Linked DNA regions of Mus musculus: region 2 is linked to region 1. Evidence: chromatin contacts called from public Hi-C data. All regions are on one chromosome and are shown on one strand. The core of a region is the stretch at or near the end of the contact, and the rest is flanking DNA. Distances in the headings are between cores, read along the strand shown. Region 1 overlaps Wscd2 (WSC domain containing 2). Region 2 has its middle 20 kb from the start of Gm46919.

Region 1 (6,058 bases), core at 1,799-4,298:
TAAGAAGGGGTCAGAGTGACTTTGCAGCCGCCAGTCCTTGTCACTAGAGTTCTTTAGCCACACTCTGGGTGAGGAACAAAATGTGAGGAATGGAGACTGCGTCCTGTAAGTCCCCTTTCTTGACCCCAAGCAGCTCACCTTGACCTTGGGATTCCAGCAACCTTTGTCCTTGTCACCTCTGGACTCAGCTAGGTGCCTGGCTTGATTTCCTGCTACAGTGTCTCTGTGGAGGGATCAGAGAGCGTCAAGCCCTTGCGGTTTCATTCTTGAGAAGTCCCAAGAAGCCACGCCCTCCACGCCCCTTCCCAGCCATCCACCCAGCCAGCCCCAAGTGAGCAAGTCCGGAATGATCCTGCTATGGCCAAGCTCTGGTTCAAGTTCCAGCGGTGTTTCCGGTATTTCCGCAGGAAGCCGGTGCGCTTCTTTACCCTGCTGGCAATCTACCTGACCGCTGGGAGCCTCGTCTTCCTGCACTCGGGCTTCGTGGGCCAGCCTGCGGTGCCCCAGAGCCAGGCCAGCCCCGCAGCGGGGAGCCCGGTAGAAGGAGCGGAGCTGCCTTTCCTGGGTGATTTGCACCTGGGCAGAGGTTTCCGGGACACGGTGGAGGCCTCCAGTATTGCACGCAGGTACGGACCCACATTCAAGGGCAAGGACACCAGCGAGAGAGCCAAGCTAGGCGACTACGGAGGAGCCTGGAGCCGAGCCCTCAAGGGAAGGGTTGTCCGGGAGAAAGAGAAGGAAAAGGAGGAGGAGAAAGGTAAGGTCCTGGAGGGATTGAGGGAAAATACAGGCACCAATGTAGAAATAACAGCCACAAAACTGGTCTCGTTGCTCCAGACACACGTGAATGTAGGGACATTGGACTTGTCATCCATAATCAGTGAGTCACACAGCTACTCCTTAATTGGCAAGTTCCATTTGAACCCCACACTTGCCTTGGTTTAGAATCCCACTGCTTGTTAAACACACAGCAACTCCAGAATCAGGGTTCCAGGGCACCGACCGATCGTCCTAGCATCCGTGGTGAGCACTTGACATGTGCAGAATCAGCGCCCCCCACAGTGCTGAACAGAGCCTGCTACCCTTCCTGGTGTAAAGACAGGGAGGCAGCTGGGCAGGCAGTGAATACCGACATCCCTGCCCTGGGGAGGCTGAGCTGGGAGGCGTCGAAGGCTAGCCTGGGCGTTCTTTGAAACTGTTTCAAAGAGAGAAAGAGAAAAAGACACTGGGAGCCTAGGATTAATGGCAGCTACTTAGCAAAGTGAAGCTAAGGCCATGCTAAAGAATTCTTGTCCTGGCGGTGATACTCCAGGCACTAACACTGCCCTGGTGAGGGGAGGAGTCAGAGGCTAGCCTGGGCTAAATAAGGAGACAATATTCCAGGCACTAACACTGCTTTGGGTAAATTTCCATTGCCTTGCATTTTCTCAGTCTTTTATACCCAAAAAGATTCTGATTTCTGGTACATACCACAGGCTAGAACGGGATACAGATGAGCCCATGCCTGTTTAACAGATGTGGATGGCTGGGGTGGGGGGAGGAGTATGTGTGAGTAGCTCAATTAATAGAGCATTTCCCCACCATGCAGGATCCCCAGGGGCTCAGCCCCCAGGCAGGGTAGTGCACACCTGTAACCCTAGCACTACAGAGGTAGAAACAAGTCTCAGAAGTTCAAGGCCATTCTTAGCTACATAGAAAATTGGAGGTCAGACTAGGCTAGGAGACCCCGTCTCACAAACGAGCAAATGGGACTGGACAGATGGTCCAGCAGGTCAGAGATCAGATGCATACTGTTCTTGTAGAGGACTCAGTTCCACTCCCAGCATCCATGTCAGGTGGTATGTACCTACCTGTAACCCCAGCTCCAGGGGGGATCTTATGCCTCTGGCACATAGCCACCAACACACGTACAAATAATTTAAAATCAAGAACCAGATGTGGAAGTGGGGGCTTGAGAGGGAAAGATGCCAGTTCAGGGTTTCACAGCTGTTGTCGATATAACCTGGGGTTTAAGTACCGTCTATCCAGATGCCTGGCTTTCTCTGAAGGTATCCCCTCTCCACTGGCAGCTACCATGTGACCAACAGGCTGGGGAAACCTGCCATAGCCATGGCTCAGGAGATTACAATGAGAGGGTGTGCGGGGAACCTGATGAGGATGGGGGGGGTGAGAGGATTGGTCCCCCAAGCCTTTGTGTGCTCTTCTTCACCCCTGGAAGGCACGGGATTTACAGAAGGACTCATCCTAGAGACAGGGACAAGGGCTCTCGCCCCAGTCGCAGCCTGAACCTGGCACAGAAGCTATCTAGAAGACTCTTACCATCTTCTCCTGTGAGAGAGCCCAGAGCTCACAGAGACAAGAAGACAAAACAGGCTGGGGACTCAGGCCTAGGATTCCAGCCCACCTTAGCCATCTGTGTGACTCGGACAATGGCTTGACCTTCTATACCTCAATTTCCACACCTATCTCACAGTGGCTCCTTTCCACACAGACCTGAGAGCCCGGTGAGGTGTGGATCCGGCAAGGACTTAGCAATGCATCTGAGACAGAACTGGCAGTTAGCAATGCTTGGAAGTACCCCCGGGGTTTTCTCAGGAGGGCAGCCATCTCATAAATGAGAGGCTGGTCTGTTAGAGAAATCACTGCTCTTTCCACCTTAGCCCCTCAGATTCCACCTCTGGCCACTCCAAACAACACCCTGTCCTTTAAAGTCCCCAAAGTCCCTGCTAGCTTGATCCTTAAGTTCTCAGATTCCCTCTTGCACTGCAGCGTCTGTCCCTGCTGTGCACAGAGCGAGTTCCTGCTCTCTTTGCCTCAGGAGCTTAGTCCTTCAGCCTATTGACTCTTCCCCCACATACATCTCTGCACAGCTCCTTTTTTGGAGCCTCTGCCTCCCATAGCCACTTTCCAGAGTGACCTAACCAGTTCCATCTGGTGCATGGGTCACAGCCACACTCCCTGAAGCCATGCACATCACATTCAAAGGCATTTTGCTCGAACAGCTGGGTCTCTGCATGCTGTGCTCCAGCGGGTAGGGGTATTCCAGTCTTTGCCAACTCAACCCGTCAGCACCTGGGACAGCGCCAGGTGCTCGCTCTGGCTGCACCCAACGGATGCCTGAGTGGCAGAGTGGGTAAATGAATGTGTGACTCTCCCTCTGTCAGGGGACCTCCCGATTTCTGCTTTGTCCAGCTCCAGTACTCTGATGCTTCCAAGTCTGATCAGATGCATGTCACAGGTCACACAGTGGATCGTGTGACTGTGTATCTGTATGTTGACGTGCCTGTGAGATATGAGAACCAAATGCAGTCAGCTCTCCATAGCTGAGGGCTTATACCCAGGGATTCAGCCCACCACAGATTAAAAAACAACAACTACTACTAAGAAAAATGCATTTGTAAGGAACACACACTGGCTTTTCCCTTGTATTTCCAGAGTTCACACTGTGTTAGGGGCTAAAGTCATTTAGAGAGAACTGCTAAACACGAGAGGGAGGTGAGGCCTGAGTTCTGTGCAAATGCTGCACTTTGTTAACATGTTGGGGATGCTGGACACCACATGTTGGGGGGATGCTGAACCCCACCCCTGTGGGATACTGAGAGACCGTCACATGGCCACTACGGCTGTCAGCAGTAACAATGCCGTTTATTGAATGCCTGCTTCATGCTCGCTGCAGTTCATTTCCTGTTCGTGGCTTAGAGCGCGCTGCGCACGTGCCTGGCTCACTCTCTGGGTCCAGATGTTAATACCGGTGCTAACCATTGAGCGGCTGCTGTGGGCTGGACCGTGTAGGGTTGATTCATTGCTTTATTTAACTAGCACTGTTCCATGAATCGGAGGCTGTTTTGGTCCATGTTTTACACGGTAAGACAGAATTCAGAGAGCAGTGGCTTGCCCTGGTTAGAGAGATCGCCAGATAAGTGATGTTATTGGCTTCCAAAGCATGCGTGCCTTCTTCTCAATGCTCAAAAAGCCCATCAGTTGACCTTATACATGTGTTATGAACTGAAAGGAAAAAAAAAACATATAGAAAAGTAGCCCCAAGCTCCGGGCTCTCAGCAGGCAGCCCCAGAGGCAGGCAGTGTCATTAGGAAAATACATCCTGTCTGTTGATGGAGTTATTTGAGGTTCAGCACCTTTGATCAGCACTGCCAAATTCAAAACACTTTTCTGGCCTGCTGCTGAACCCTGGCTCCCTCCCAGGCTGCCAGTGCCCTGCTGGACATAGGCATGTGAGACTGAGAGCCAGGCACTGCCTGTGAGTGGCTTCATGACTCCATCTAACCAGGATGGAGGGAATGCAGGAGCAAAAACCTAAAGAACAACACCTGCTGCTAGCTGCAGTGTGCACATGCGTGTGGAAAGTGTTCACCCCATACACATGTGTGTGTGTGTGTACACACGTATACATGCTTGAACATTCACCTTACCCACAAACATACATACATATTTACAGTCAGGAACATCTACACGTGTGCACATATACTGTGAACATGCATACACTCAATACATATGTGTATATATTGTGTGTGTAAATATATATGCACACATCTCTGCTCTCATTTGTTTCTCCACTCCATCCATGGGTGCCACACACTCTGTCCAGTGTCCTCCTTTCATTTGGTCACATGGTCATCTTCTTACAATGCCATCAGCCCTGTTGGTTTGGGGCTACCTTCCTCCTGTTGACCGCATTGCCTCCTGAGTGTCTGTCACAAGGCCATAGTCGGAAGCGTTGGACAGGGGCTGTGCACAGGACAGGACTCACCTCAAATAACCCAGGGAAGAACTTTTATCTCACTTGTTGGAGAGAGTAATGATGTCCCCAGGAGCCCAGCTCTGTGCCTAGGTGCTATAAACCCAGACCTGGCTAATGTTGGCACTGGGGGATACCCCAGAATCCTTCTCACAACAGCACAGAGAAAAACATGCAAGCCTGCTTGTGCTCAGCCACCCTCTTAGCAAATGGCCTCTGTCAGGGAGAAGGAACTTCCGTGGAAAGATAGTGGGGGGCGAGGGGGGCAGAAGGAAAAGTAAGAAAAGAGAAGAATTCGGTATAGGAGAGGAGGTCCTCACGTGCTGGATTCTGGGCAGCAGACAAAGCCATAGCTATTTCAGTGACCCCTGGAGTCCTAGATGGATTGTACAAACTCAACCATAAATCTCCCCAGTGTGTGGCCTGTGACTAGGTCCCTGTCTTACATACCTGACTTGACCTGCCTCTGAGAAGTTCTGCCTGGGAAGGAGGCCGGGAAGGGCCCAGTGGTTGGCAGTCACAAGGCTAAGCTCAAACTTGGCAGTGCTGTGACATTCCAAGGATAGGAGCCAGATAGGCTGGCAGGGAGGAACCACCAGGTCCTGCCTTGACGTTGACTCCACTGGGCAATGAATGGTATGTGGCATGCCAATGTTCAGTGTCTCCAGAGGACCTTGTGTCTCCCTTCCTTTGACAGATGAGGGAGTGTTCCTTCAGCAGGTGTGTATACAAGCTGTGTGGTGCATCTCAGTTTAATACTAGCTTGGGGAGCACCAGATGGAGTCACACAGCATTCAGTAGTTCAGATAGACCTCTGGGTTCCCAAAGCCCTGAGTACCATCCCCCCACACCCCCACCATGTACCACACCTTACAATCTGAAAAAGGAGCCTCTGCCATAATGAGCGTGTGTGCCATTTCAAACTAAAAGTCCAGGTTTGTGGGAGAGAGACCTGTGCTCCAATCCTGACCGTCGCCACGGGAGCGCTTTCTCTGGTCCCCCATCCTGGTGTCTGAGCAGAATGGAGAAACCCCCAAGGTTCTGTCTACCTCAGAAGCAGAAGCTTTGGAGGAGATGGAACTGGGCTTGGGTTTGGTCTGAGACCCTCCTTGTGGGTGAATTCAGCAATTCCATGGGCCGTAGTAACTGCGTATGTGTCCGGCCCTGGGTTTTACCGGAAAAAGAAATAAATGAAGACTCAGATTCTCAGTCCTTTAGCAAAGGCCAGAAATGTAGGGTGTGGGTGGCCCTGCCCTAGCAGATCAGATTCTGTCTGAGGCAAGAGGTATTTAGGATGTTCAG
Region 2 (6,058 bases), core at 2,250-4,749, 130 kb after region 1:
GAGTCTGGATTCCCAGACCCCACATAAAAATCCAGGTAGTGACAGTAAATGCATGTAACCCCGTGCTGGCTAAGACAGAGACAGGCAGGTCCTGGGTCTTCACTGAAGCACCAGCAGAGGCAAAAAACCGAGCTCCAGGTTCAGTGAGAGATTTTTATCTTAAAATACTAAGGCAGGGTCCTGAAGAGATGGCTCAGTGATTAAGAGAGCTTGCTTCTCTTGCAGAGGACCTGGATTCTGTCCCTAGCATCCATGTGGTGGTTCACAACTGTCTTTAGGTACCAGGCACATGCATGGTTCACACACACTCAGGCAAACGCTCACACACATAAAAATAAATAAATCCTTCCGAAATGTGTAATAGGATGAAGGGGCTTGAGAGAGACTCAGTGTTGAAAGAACTGGCTGCTCTTCAGAGGAATCAGCACCCACACGGCAGCTCACAACCACCTGCAACTCCAGTTCTCGGTGGCAAATGCCTTCGCTCACTGAGTCTGAGCCATCTCTCTCACCAGCTTCACTTCACCAATGTCTAATGAATAAAGATTGTAATAGTGGCATGAAGCTGGTCACCCAAGTCAGAAACAAACAGGAGACAACAATCTATCAAGCAATGCCTGTGCACTGTGTGGCTGGTCCGGTTCTAGATTTTTCCCAGCTCCCAGTTCCAAGTTCCCATAAGAAGCCCAGGGCGTGGGACCCAAGCTGCACTGTTCTTCCGCTGTGGACAATGGAGGGTACCGAGGGCAAAGCCTGGCAAGGTCTCTCCATCAGGAGGAATTCTGGTTCAAGTTCTGGTTGTCTGAGTCCGGAGCCTGAGTCCTTAGCCACAGTAACCCTCAGGTCACAGTGACCCTGGAAGCAGTCCAATAAGAATGTGTTATGACCCCACCTCTGTGCCAGCGTGGGAGCGGCACTCCACCCATCTAATCAGCTGTCTCCTTCCTGCTCCCAGCTTAAGCTTTTGGGTCCCACCATTGAGTCTGCCCTCTCTCTGTCACCCCCCAGTCCTGCCATTCAGCCAAATCCCTCCACATACATACACATACACACACACACACACACACACACACACACACACACATACACATACACATACATATACACACATGCACACACCTGCTGTAGTTTGGATATAGGGAGCGCCCAGCAGAGGCCCTCAGAGAAGCATGTGGCCATGCCACACTCCAGAGGGACCGTGAAAGGCATCAGAAGGGACAAGCAGAACAAATTCACAACCTTCAAGCACCAATCATGAGCATAAATCTGACTGGTGTGTAAGTACCTGTGCTTTCAGTAAATGCTTATTGAGCACTTCGATGGTTTGTATATGCTTGGCCCAGGGAATGGCAATATTAGGAGGTGTGGTCTTGTTAGAGTGGGCATGGCCTTATTGGAGGAGGTGTGGCCCTATTGGAGAAGGTATGTCACTGTGGGTGCCGGCTTTAAGACCCTCATCCTAGCTGTCTGGAAGTCAGTATTCTGCTAGCAGCCTTCAGATGAAGATGTAGAACTCTCAGCTCCTCCAGCACCATGCCTGCCTGGACGCTGCCATGCTCCCACCTTGATGATAATGGACTGAACCTCTGAACCTATAAGCCAGCCCCAATTAAATGTTGTCCTTGTAAGAGTTGCCTTGGTCATGGTGCCTGCTCACAGCAGTAAAACGTTGGTTTCCTGGCTCTGTGCTAGGCACTCAGATTACAATAGTGAATAAAAATGAGGCCCAGGCCTAGGTTCATTCTATTACATCAGGCGGGTGCTCTGAGGGTATTTGCAGGGGCAGGGGATGCCTTCCTTCAAAGGATGTAGATGACCAAAGGGTCCCTAAGGATGGTGTCCCAGTTGGCTTTCTATTCCTTTGATACACACCATGACCAAAAGCAACAGAGTTGATTTGACTCTGTCATGGAGGGTTGGTGTGTAAAGGATGCTAGATGAGGGACTGTGGGAGCAAGCTGGCTGTGACATCTGTCATCTCTGCTCACCAGGCTTGATTCTGCAATCTGGCTAGCTAGGCAGTCTCTAACCCGACTTTACTTTAGATCAAAGAGTGTGACAGAGCCGCAGGCCATCTTCAGCCAAGGGTGTTTGAATAGCTGTGTTCCTCTGATAGGTCGACCAGGAAACAGCCCTGAGGAGTGATTGGGATGGAGTGCGGGGGGGGGGGGGGGGGGGGGGGGATGTGCAGGGGTGGGGGGAGGGGGGCGGGTAGAGGGGGTCAGGGAGCCATCCCAGAAACAGAATAGGTAAAGCCTGAGAGGCAGTGAGAAAAGTCTCACAGAGGACCCGGCAGAGCTCCCCCTGGCAGAGAGTGGGATGCAGTGAGTGAGGTTCAAAATAGAAGCCAAGGCTAAACCTTGGAGACCTGCAAGGGATTAGGAGTTTGTGCCAAGGGCCATCAGAAGCTGTTAAGAGTTCTAAAACAAAACAAAAACAAACAAAAGGCCGGGCGTAGTGGCACATGCCTTTAATCCCAGCACTTGGGAGGCAGAGGCAGGCGGATCTCTGAGTTCGAGGCCAGCCTGGTCTACAGAGTGAGTTCCAGGACAGCCAAGGCTACACAGAGAAACCCTGTCTCGAAAAACAAAACAAAACAAAACAAAAAAGAGTTCTAAAAATGTAGGTGAGAGTTCCTGGAAAGAACCATACCACGCCCTTCGGTGATTGTGGGAGGTTGGAATGGTGCTGGTCCAGCGCTGAATTACAATCGATCTTAGGTTATCTTCAAGCCCTGTAAATAGACTTCCTGCCCACCTTGCCCACCTCTATCTGAATCTGACCTAATGTCCTTGTGACTCGCAGGTGAAATGTGCTTCTGGAATGTACTGATTTAACAGACAGACCGATACCTTCCAACAACCAAAAGGTTGGGTGTGGCGAGATGTGATCTGAGACCCGTAATCCACTTACCTGCTTTGCTCTAACTGCCCACCGAGTGCTTCTAATATTTCTACCAATGGATTTGAAAAGTAGCCTAATTTTATTAATGTCTTTGCTCTCTTACTATAATCTTCACCAATGGCTACTACATGGAACATGGAATTTGGGGGCACCTGAATCTGTGTCCCCATTGGTCAGGCCTACTTACCTCAGCTCCTTTTTTTGTGTAGCAGTATAATCTAAGCAACAGCCCTGTGACTTGTTCAGAAGCCTTTCTGTGGGACACATGGGATGTGAATGCCAGCCGCTGGGGGGTGGGGGTGGGGGTCACTGTTCCCACAATAGTTTTCTTGCCTCCAGGTGGCAAACTGGACTTTCTGATGTCTCCTTCTCAGTTCTGTTTTTGAGTAAGACCAGGGCATGGGTGGGGTTCCTCTCCTCTGAGACACCATAACTGCCTCCTAATGCAGAAATCCACTCGGTACCCCAGAAGAGCACCGCCACCCTCGTTCCACACAAAATGAGCAGGTTTGCGGAGGCTACCCGACCTGCTAGGATCGGCCCCGGGTGAGCATGTGGGTGCCCATCTGGACTTCTTTCTCCTAACTGTTCCCCTCGGAGCACTGAGGTCCTTGAACACCATCTGCCATAGTGAGCCTTGCCAACCCAGGCAGGCAGGTGTCCTGGTACTGGCTCTGCCAAGGAAGAACATCCCTTGGCTTCCTGCTTTGGTTGCCATTGTCCACTTGGGTGGCTTCAGTCTGGCATAAACTATGCCTTAGTGCCTGTACTGGTGGTTTTGTGTATCAACTTGACACAAGATGGAATGATCACACAGAAAGGAGCCTCCCTTAAGGAAATGCCTCGATGAAATCCAGCTGTAAGGCATTTTCTGGATTAGTGATCAAGGGTGGGAGGACCCATAGTGGGTGGAGCCAGCCCATTGTGGGCGGGGCCATCCCTGGGCTGGTAGTCTTGGGTTCTATAAGAAAGCAAGCTGAGCAAGCCAGGGGAAGCAAGCCAGTAAGTAACATCCCCCCATGTCCTCTCCATCTGCTCCTGCTTCCTGACCTGCTTGAGTTCCAGTCCTGACTTCCTTTGGTGATGAACAGCAGTGTGGAAGTGTAAACTGAATAAACCCTTTCCTCCCCAACTTGCTTCTTGGTCATGATGTTTGTGCAAGAATAGAAAGAAACCTTAATGAAGATAGTGCCCCTCCAGCCTGGGAAAGCAAGAATCCTATGTAGCCCAGAACAGAAATAAGGTGTGTGGGGTCCTGCATCTAGTCAGTCAGTTGTCACGGTTAGGGGACCAGGTGACTGGAGCAGGGTGTCCAGCAGCAAGCCATAGAAAGAAAAAAAAAATACAGTGTGGATCTTGGGCAAAGAAGGAGACGGCTCTCTGGGGAGGGCTCCTGCCCAAGCTGCACTCCAGATCTAGGCCTATTGGCTGTCACGTCTATGTCTCTCCATGCCCCGGTTCATTCCTATACCTCTGAGCACCCCACCCCCAGCACCTGGGTCAGCAGAGGGACCATCTACTTTCAATGGAAAGGATGTTTGGGCAAGGGACTGCAAGGTCTAGAGAAGGCAGGAGCCAGGCAGCTGTTCCCTTCCCTTTTCTGATCTGGGCCAGATCCTAGAGCAGAGGGCACTGGGATGACACCAGCCACAGGTCTATGATGAACAAAAACTCCTTTTCCACAGTTCTAAGGGCTGAGAAGTACAGAGTCCAGATGCTAACATCTGACAGAGGCTTCACTGCCTTAAGGGCAGAGGAGGAGAAAGAAGAGGGGGAGGAAAGGAGGGATGGAAGGATGGACGGCAGCCAGGTCCTTCCCCGAAGAGCAAGATTGTCATGAAAGATGGTGTTCTAATTACCATTCTATTACTATGAACAGATACCAGGGCAAGGACAACTCTTATAGAAGAAAACATTTAGTTGGGAGCTTACAGTTTTAGAGGTTATTCCATTATCACTGTGGTGGGAAGCACGGGTGGCAGGCAGGCACTGACAAAGTAACTGAGAACCACATTATGATGTATAAACAGAGAGAGAGAGAGAGAGAGAGAGAGAGAGAGAGAGAGAGAGAGAAGACGAGACTGGGGCTTCTGTGAGTTTTTTGAAACTTCAAAGCCTACCCCCAGTGACACACTCCCTCCAACATGATCAACCCCCTCCCAATCCTTCTAATCCTTTCAAACAGCTCTACTCCATGGTGACTCAAATAATGAGCCTATGGGTGTTGTATGATATTTGATCACACTGTGACCTCAAGATTGTCTTCTTTACTTAAAAAACGAAAAAACAAACAAACAAACAAAAAAAAAACAACAAACTTGTCTATAGTTGCAGTATAGCTCAGCCTTAACACACACCCTTAATCCCTCTAGCTGCAATACAGATACACCCTTAGAACACACCTTTAATCCCAAATAATGAAGGCAAAGTTAGTTTGTGGAAAGAAGCACCCATGTCTGAAAGTGATGTCTAATTGAGTGGCAGACAAAGTGATGAATCAGAGAAAGATCTGACAGAACAGGATAAGCCCAACTCTCACGAGAAAAGAAAGGAAAGGAAAGGGAAGTTATATAAGGGACAGTGAAGAGAGAGGTGGGGTTTGATGGGGGACAGTTGGTGAAAGAAAGAGAGAGAGAGAGAGAGAGAGAGAGAGAGAGAGCAAGCCAGACACAGAACGAGCCAGAGAATGAGAATGAGCCAGAAGATTAGAACACAAAACACTCTGATCTGCAGCAGTTAAGAGTATTGCCTCTGTGTTAGGCAGCTCACAACTACCCGTATACCTCCAGCTCCAGGGGATCCAACCTCTCTGGCCTCTGTGGGGCCCTGAGTGCACATACCCACCCAGAGACATACATGCACCTAACTTAAGATAATAAAAAAATCATTTTAGTAAAAATAAATCTTTTTAGAAAGCAGCTAGTTGCACATTTATGATGCTGTGCCTTTTATGTCGGGAACACCTTAACCTTTAGGGATCCTAGTTTAACAGTGAGTGGAGCCCTCCTCACCACACCCCCTAACCCACCCCCACCCACGGGCAGATGGTGAGGGAGCATGGCCATGGGGCGTGGGCGGGGCCGGACTTCGCACTGAAGCTGAAGGTCCTGTGAGAATTTTCTTGAGTCCTGCTGTCAAGAATCCTGCTTGCTCG

The links. A called contact is a pair of places that touch in the nucleus more often than the background predicts.
Region 2: a Hi-C map of cerebellar granule neurons shows a contact between it and region 1, with 1.6 times the contacts expected there. The contact joins two enhancer-like sites. A contact is called at or near these places in 7 of 39 promoter capture datasets (the HPC-7 cell line, cranial neural crest, embryonic stem cells and 3 more), 1 of 15 datasets of contacts at CTCF or cohesin (CD8 T cells), 6 of 484 Hi-C or Micro-C datasets (brain, cerebellar granule neurons, cerebellum and 2 more) and 2 of 9 other capture datasets (adipose tissue and liver).

What each region holds. Positions count from the first base shown.
Region 1 is chr5:113,550,578-113,556,635 of GRCm38.p6, forward strand. Wscd2 (WSC domain containing 2) reads left to right here. Exons shown (of 9, transcript NM_177292.3): 2 at 1-757. The coding sequence starts at 358. Among named protein-coding and RNA genes, the nearest start is that of Gm52822, 9.5 kb to the left of the region's middle. Within about 2 kb of position 3,049, at least 35 of the 459 cell types and tissues checked have an H3K27ac peak or open chromatin away from gene starts, as enhancers often do. A contact at or near this core is called in cerebellar granule neurons and cerebellum, where this site is marked.
Region 2 is chr5:113,675,387-113,681,444 of GRCm38.p6, forward strand. No RefSeq gene overlaps it. Among named protein-coding and RNA genes, the nearest start is that of Gm46919, 20 kb to the right of the region's middle. Within about 2 kb of position 3,500, at least 8 of the 459 cell types and tissues checked have an H3K27ac peak or open chromatin away from gene starts, as enhancers often do. A contact at or near this core is called in cerebellar granule neurons and cerebellum, where this site is marked.